Linked DNA regions of Mus musculus: region 2 is linked to region 1. Evidence: chromatin contacts called from public promoter capture Hi-C data. All regions are on one chromosome and are shown on one strand. The core of a region is the stretch at or near the end of the contact, and the rest is flanking DNA. Distances in the headings are between cores, read along the strand shown.

Evidence for each region. Capture Hi-C pulls out chosen DNA fragments and counts their contacts.
Region 2: a contact with region 1 is called in a promoter capture Hi-C map of adipose tissue. The contact joins two enhancer-like sites. A contact is called at or near these places in 1 of 115 datasets of contacts at active chromatin or transcription factors (epiblast stem cells) and 2 of 9 other capture datasets (adipose tissue and pancreatic islet).

Annotation. Positions count from the first base shown.
Region 1 is chr13:81,400,491-81,403,641 of GRCm38.p6, forward strand. All of the region lies in intron 77 of Adgrv1 (adhesion G protein-coupled receptor V1), which reads right to left. Among named protein-coding and RNA genes, the nearest start is that of Adgrv1, 230 kb to the right of the region's middle. Within about 2 kb of position 1,496, at least 57 of the 459 cell types and tissues checked have an H3K27ac peak or open chromatin away from gene starts, as enhancers often do. A contact at or near this core is called in adipose tissue, where this site is marked.
Region 2 is chr13:81,792,242-81,795,392 of GRCm38.p6, forward strand. The region is part of intron 4 of Cetn3 (centrin 3); the gene reads left to right. Among named protein-coding and RNA genes, the nearest start is that of Cetn3, 11 kb to the left of the region's middle. Within about 2 kb of position 1,725, at least 65 of the 459 cell types and tissues checked have an H3K27ac peak or open chromatin away from gene starts, as enhancers often do. A contact at or near this core is called in adipose tissue, where this site is marked.

The DNA.
Region 1 (3,151 bases), core at 246-2,745:
TTGGTCATGGTGTCTGTTCACAGCAGTAAAACTGTAACAAAGGCAGCGTGTATGTGAAGGACGTAGCTCAGATCCATGCAGGCTCTGTGATTGCTTCTTGGGTCTCTGTAAGTCTCTATGAGCCTTGCTGAGTTGATTCTGTGGGCCATGTTCTCCTAGTATCCTAGACCCTTCTGCTATGGTTTCTGATTTTAAACTGTCCCTTTTGATTCTAGGTGTGTCTTCTTATATTGAACTAAAAAGCAAAACAGTATTATTTCCTATATTTTCTACTCAAGATCCCTTATTGTCAACACCTTGCAAAATGATATTAACACTGACAGGGTCACAAACAATTTTCATTTCTTAAGAATCCTTTACAGTAACTTTCATGATCACTCAGTTTCCTGCCTGACAGTCCCTCATTGTTCTAAATGACGATTAAGTTCTGCATTTTTATGATGTTGTGACTTTCATATGTGAATGGAATCTTTCACCCTACAATTTTGGAGATTTTTTTTTTGACATGATCATTAGGAGATTACACTGGCTGATGTGTCTCGATGGCTTGTTCCTTACCACACTTAGTAGGAGTTCACAGCTCATTTAGCCTTTTGCCAACTGATGGACAGTTTTATTATAATAAGCTACCACAAACATTCATGTAGAGATTTCTGTGTAACAAGTTTTCATTGAAATAAATGGCCAAGACAGTAATTGCATGGACCTGCATAATTCATGTGTAGTTATTTAAGAAACTAACATCTTTCAGATGGTTATATCATTTTACATAGCCACCAGCAATAAACTAATTAGCCAGTCTCTGAATTCTTGCCAGTATTAGGTATTGTCACTGATTTTATGACAGCCATTCTGGAAGATTCAGATAAAAATCTCTGTGGCACACTGAACATCTTATACAGATATGTCCTCTAGTGCAATGTCTTCATGTACCACTCTGGTTTTGCTTACTGTATTCTTCCTTCCATGATCATAAACCCATTCTTCTTATCACTGCATTTGACAGACAGGATATTCTGTCATGGTGTTCTTTCACTGTGAGCATATTGATATGAAAGTATTACTTTTCTAATGCCTTAATTTCTTTTTCATTGTGGAGGGATGTTTTTTCTACAGGTGAAATAACATTTCTACCATTTGAAATCTACAATTTATAGTTGGGCTCCAACACTTCACTTCAGTATTTTCTTCTCATTTTTATAGTTTGATTATTATATACTGTTACTGTTAATATCATCAGCCTCACAGGAGCTAGAGCCACTGAAGAGTCAGGCCTGAGAAGACCTATACGGGATCACTTAGATTATGTTAGCAGAGGTTAACTCACCCTGAGTGTACACAGTGACAATCTAGGCTCTGAAATCTGGATTAAATGAAAGTAGAAAGCTGGGTGTGCATCTGACTCATCTCTCTCTGCTTCCTGACCATGGACACAGTGTGAGACTGCCTGTGTGCATCTGACTCATCTCTCTCTGCTTCCTGACCATGGACACAGTGTGAGACTGCCTGAACCTCCTTTGCTTCATTGCTGTGATGGACCACACCCTTAAACTGCCAGCCAACACAACCCTCTCCCTCCTGAAGTAGCCTTTGTCTGGTGTTCTGTCACAACAAGATGATTACAGCACCTCAATGAAGGATTTTCTTTTTCTTATTTATTTTGCCTGTGGATTTTTTTTTTTAGTTTCTTCAACATATATTCTAATAACCTTTATGAAATTGAAAACATTTCCATCTCTATTCTTTCAAATGTTTTTTTTTCAATCCCTATCTCTTTCTTCTTTCTTTCAGGACTCTAGAGTCATAATGTTAATTTTTGCTGTTGCAGCTTTGTAGGTCCCTAAGCCATGCTTCATTAAGTTTTCTCAATCTCTCTGCTGCCGTTGTTCAAACAGAGGACCAACTGTCATTCTATCTACAAGATAGTTCTTTCCTTTCTCTTTGTTCTGTCCCTGAGATTGTCTAGGCCACTTTCGTTATTGTTTATCTACATGTAAAAACCTCCTTTGCTACTCTTCATGTCCTCTATTTACTGCCTAAGAGTTCTTCTTTCCTTATTTAGACAATTTCTTTCACTTGTTTAACTGCTGATTAAAGCATGTTGTGCAGCTGTGTTAAAATCTTACTGAGTATTTCTCATATTTGGCTCATCTTATTGCTGACATCTACTTATTACTGTTTTCCATTCCACTTGAGATCGTTCCATGCTCTGATGAGACAGATCTGTGTTGACTGGTACATGTTGTATCTTACCTCAGGAGACTCGGGTTATTATTTGTTTGTTTGTTTGTTTGTTTCTTATTTATTATTAGCTCATTTTGACACTGCTATGAGCAAAAAAGGGAAATATTCCTCCTGACAGGGAAAGTGCAGTTTTCCTAACTGGTTTCTGAAGTAGAAGGAAGGAGAGCCTTCTTTATCATTAGGTGGAGTGAGACCTTGTCAGTAATCTCACCTCCACAGATCTCTCCTCTGAGAACCTGTCCATTGCCATCCAGTGTTCTCCGCTGACACTGTGCCAATGCTGGGCACCTTTAACTGTTTTCAGTGGGCAAAGTCCCAACTCTCAGCCCGGTCCTCTGACATGGCATGCAGAGACCAAGGTTCCCGCAAAGGTTACAAATCTATATTCCCTCTCTCTCTCTTTCTCTCACTCCCTCTCTCCCATCCCAAGCCCCCATCCTTAACCCCCCCCCCCCAGCTGATATGGATAAAGTTGGGTAAAATTTTTCTGGCATGTTTGACCAGAGAATACAAAAGATTTTCATCTAAAAGCTTTCTAACTTGCTTATCTTTCCCTTCCCTTCCCTTTGCACTACAGAATACACACCTGCATGGGGTGTCCTGATCTTTGCATTACACACATTATATCTGTATGAGGAATTTTGTTATTTGCACTACAGACAGCATATCGGTACGGGATTTCCCGCTGCTACTACTTACACTATAGACATTATATCTGTATGGGGAAATTTGCTCCTTGCACTACAGACAGCACACCTGTTTAGATTTTTTTTTTAACTTCTTTTCCCCCATGACTGAATCCATATGGCAAGTTCTTCAGCTCAAAGCCTTGGGTATAAGGGAAAAAGAGAACTCTAGAACTTGCCTTTCTAGGTGCTATGTGTGCCCAAACCCCCAGCTCATTGCT
Region 2 (3,151 bases), core at 475-2,974, 390 kb after region 1:
AAGACAAACTCATGATACTTTAAAGTGATTTCAAGTTTGACCTGGTACTTAAGATCCTTTGTCTTAGCCTCCTGAATAGATGAGAGTCCAGTTGGATGCCACACTCTGTAAGCTTCATTTGTATTGAAGCAGACCCTTAAGACAACTTAATGAGCTAAAATACGAAGTATCATACAGACTTCTCTGAAGAAGAAATATTACTAATATGTAGCTCTTCACTAAAAGTTTAGATCTCAGTGCTTTCTTCCTTAACCTGTTTACACTTCTGAACTATTACTAAATTTGTAGATTTTTCTTTTAACCACTTTTAATCTATTTTTGTTTGTTTGTTTGTTTGTTTTCTCTGCTGCTCTGTTTCAGTTCCTGAGTTATATTTAAAATGTCACAATGTTCTTTCCCAGGCTGCCTGTGAGGTGCAGCGTTGTGTACCACCTGTCCGGCAAATATATGCTGGTGTCTCTCACAGCCTTCCCATTGCCCTCTGGGCTTATTAGCCTTCATCTCCTTTTCATTCTGTCGATAATATTCTTTTCCTAAATGTGGGTTGTAGTGTCGTCATTTCTGTGCTCAGACACTGAAGAGTGAATCTTCACTACCTGCAGAGTAAAGCACACACTTAGTACTGAGGTCTATTTATGCTGCATTCTTCATTCTTGCTTTAACTGTTATGTACTGAACATCTATATCCTGATGACGGTGGCTTTGCTGCTTTCTTCTCTTAGGGAGCAGAGAGCCCACTTGTCTGTTGAAGTGCTTCTCACTTTCTCCAGCGAGAACTTTGGAAACACCATCTTTTTCTCAAAAGCCTCCTTAGTGGTGTATGGCAGCTGATGAGGGTGCCATTAAGGGCTCATGACATTTAGAAGAGCAAACTACCTTCATATTTTAGTATGTTTAATATGGATCCTCTTGGTTGCAAACCAAGTTTTGTACTTTTTTTTTTATATTTTAAACTGATGAAGATAAAAATATTTTTTTGCCATTTTGTGACATTTAGTAATTCATTTGCTTTTATAAATGTTTAATGGTATCCAATTTTTAAGAATAACTATTTTTTCAATATTATGGGTTTAATGAAATAAAGACTGCAAATGTGGATATGAAGGCAAATAATGTATACTACAAAATAGACATAAATATGTAGGTATATCTGAAGATAAAGAAGATTAATACCACAGTCTCTCAAAATAAATATAAATAATATAAAACAAAGTACACTATGTGCTTTTATAAAAATGAAAGTAACATTTAAGAAGCTATAGCAGACCACTTTTTAAATAATGATAATGATGGTTGGAATCTTTTATGTTACTCAATTTTCATAATAGCTTCTGTAAAGTGGATAGAGTACTGTAGCTGTATGCACATAAGAGAGATGCGTGTATAGTAGATTATCACAGAGCTAGTCCATGATAGCAGCAGAGCTCAGACTCAGTTCTCCACAGTGAAAAGGGCATTCTGTATTGTTTGAGATACTACAGTAAGATGTTAACTGCGATGGGAAGCAGTGTATTAATTTATTGACTAGTACTTCTGATGCTAAACTTTGTTTTTTTATTTTTCTTTTGAAGCCATGTAGCTTCTCAGGTACTCAAACTTTATATAGATTGTGTGTGTGTGTGTGTGTGTGTCTGTCTGTCTGTGTTTGTGTCTGTGTGTGTTTGAGAGTCATTTCTCACCTTCTTCCTTGTTGAGGGAGTGACTTCCTGTTTCTGTTTCCGGGTTGCATACTTCTGGCTAGCATGCCTGCTAAGATTCTCCCTTCTCTCTGTAGGAGTGCTGAGATCACAGAAGTGCACTGCACTATCTCTCAGGTTTTTATCTGGGTCCTGGGGGTTGAATTCTGGTCACCAGGCTTATGTGGTGAATGCTTTTTGGCTGAGCCATCTTCTTGGCCACTCAGATACTTATCTTTAAGCCAGGTGTTATGCTGTTGTCAGAAAGATGGTTGGTGAAGTTAGAAAGCCTGGCTTTCTTGTCACCTCCCTAGTAGTCAAGTGGCTAGTTTGGTTCCTTTAGTTCCTTTGTTCTTTACTGTTTTAGACTTAACTGTTATGCTTTTGGATATTAAATCATGAAATAGATTAAAATATTTTTGTAATACTATCATATGTTAAAGTATATATAAATAACATAAAACAGCTATTTGTGACTTCTACAACTTTTTGAAGCTGAATTTGAAGTTTGATTATTGAAATTTTATATTTTAAAAAAAGCAAAATCTTGAATAAAACTAAAGTACTTAGTTTTTAGTCATAGCTCTGTTACAGTATTAAATGATTTATAACCAAATCACTTTGAAGCTCCTTTTATTGCTTTCCTAAGAAAATAATACTTTCTGGTTTGGCCTAGAAGCCTCAGTGTAGATTGCTTCAATTGTGTTTTTAGATGAAGCTCCACACTGGCTTAGGATTCTTATCTATTTGAATTCTTAGTTGGGAGACAAACAGGTCGTATTCTCATAAGCTCTTTAGATGTGGTATTTAACCGAAGAGGTCACAACTCTTCATTTCTCAGGTTCATGAGTTGCTTTGTGTCCTGTCTCTTCCGTGTCTCTCAGAGGACCTTGTAAATGTTTCAGACTGAGCAGGAGCTGATGGAAGTCGGCCTGCTTTGACTTAGACTTCTCACTGGCCTTAGCTCACGGTTTACCTTTCTAGGTGTGTTTCCTCTTCCTGTGTCTGGGATGGCATTCCCCACCTTGCCTTCCCTTCTTTCTAAATGCCATACTTTTAATTGACAATCCAAGTCATGAGTTGTCTTTAGTAGTGTTTTCCAATACTTTTTGATCCATATTTTATAATATATTACTGTAAGTTCTGTCCATTTATTCTCCATTTCAAACTGAGCACAATTATTGCACCAGCTCTGGGGTTACTTTATTAGATGAATTCTTGACATATATGCCATAAGTGAACATTTTCTAAACCATCCTCAAGGTAGCTTTAGCATGAAAGTAACCTTACCCACATATTAAGAACGTGACTCTTTAATATTTTAGCATCCAGTACCTGAGAATGAGGTCTTTCAGCTTTATGATCCATTGTTTCATTCAGTTAGCAACAATTTTATAGTGACATTTATTCACCTCTGTTTGATTCAAATGTACTGTAGAATAGCAGCCCTGCATGTTTTGATGCATTATACAGTA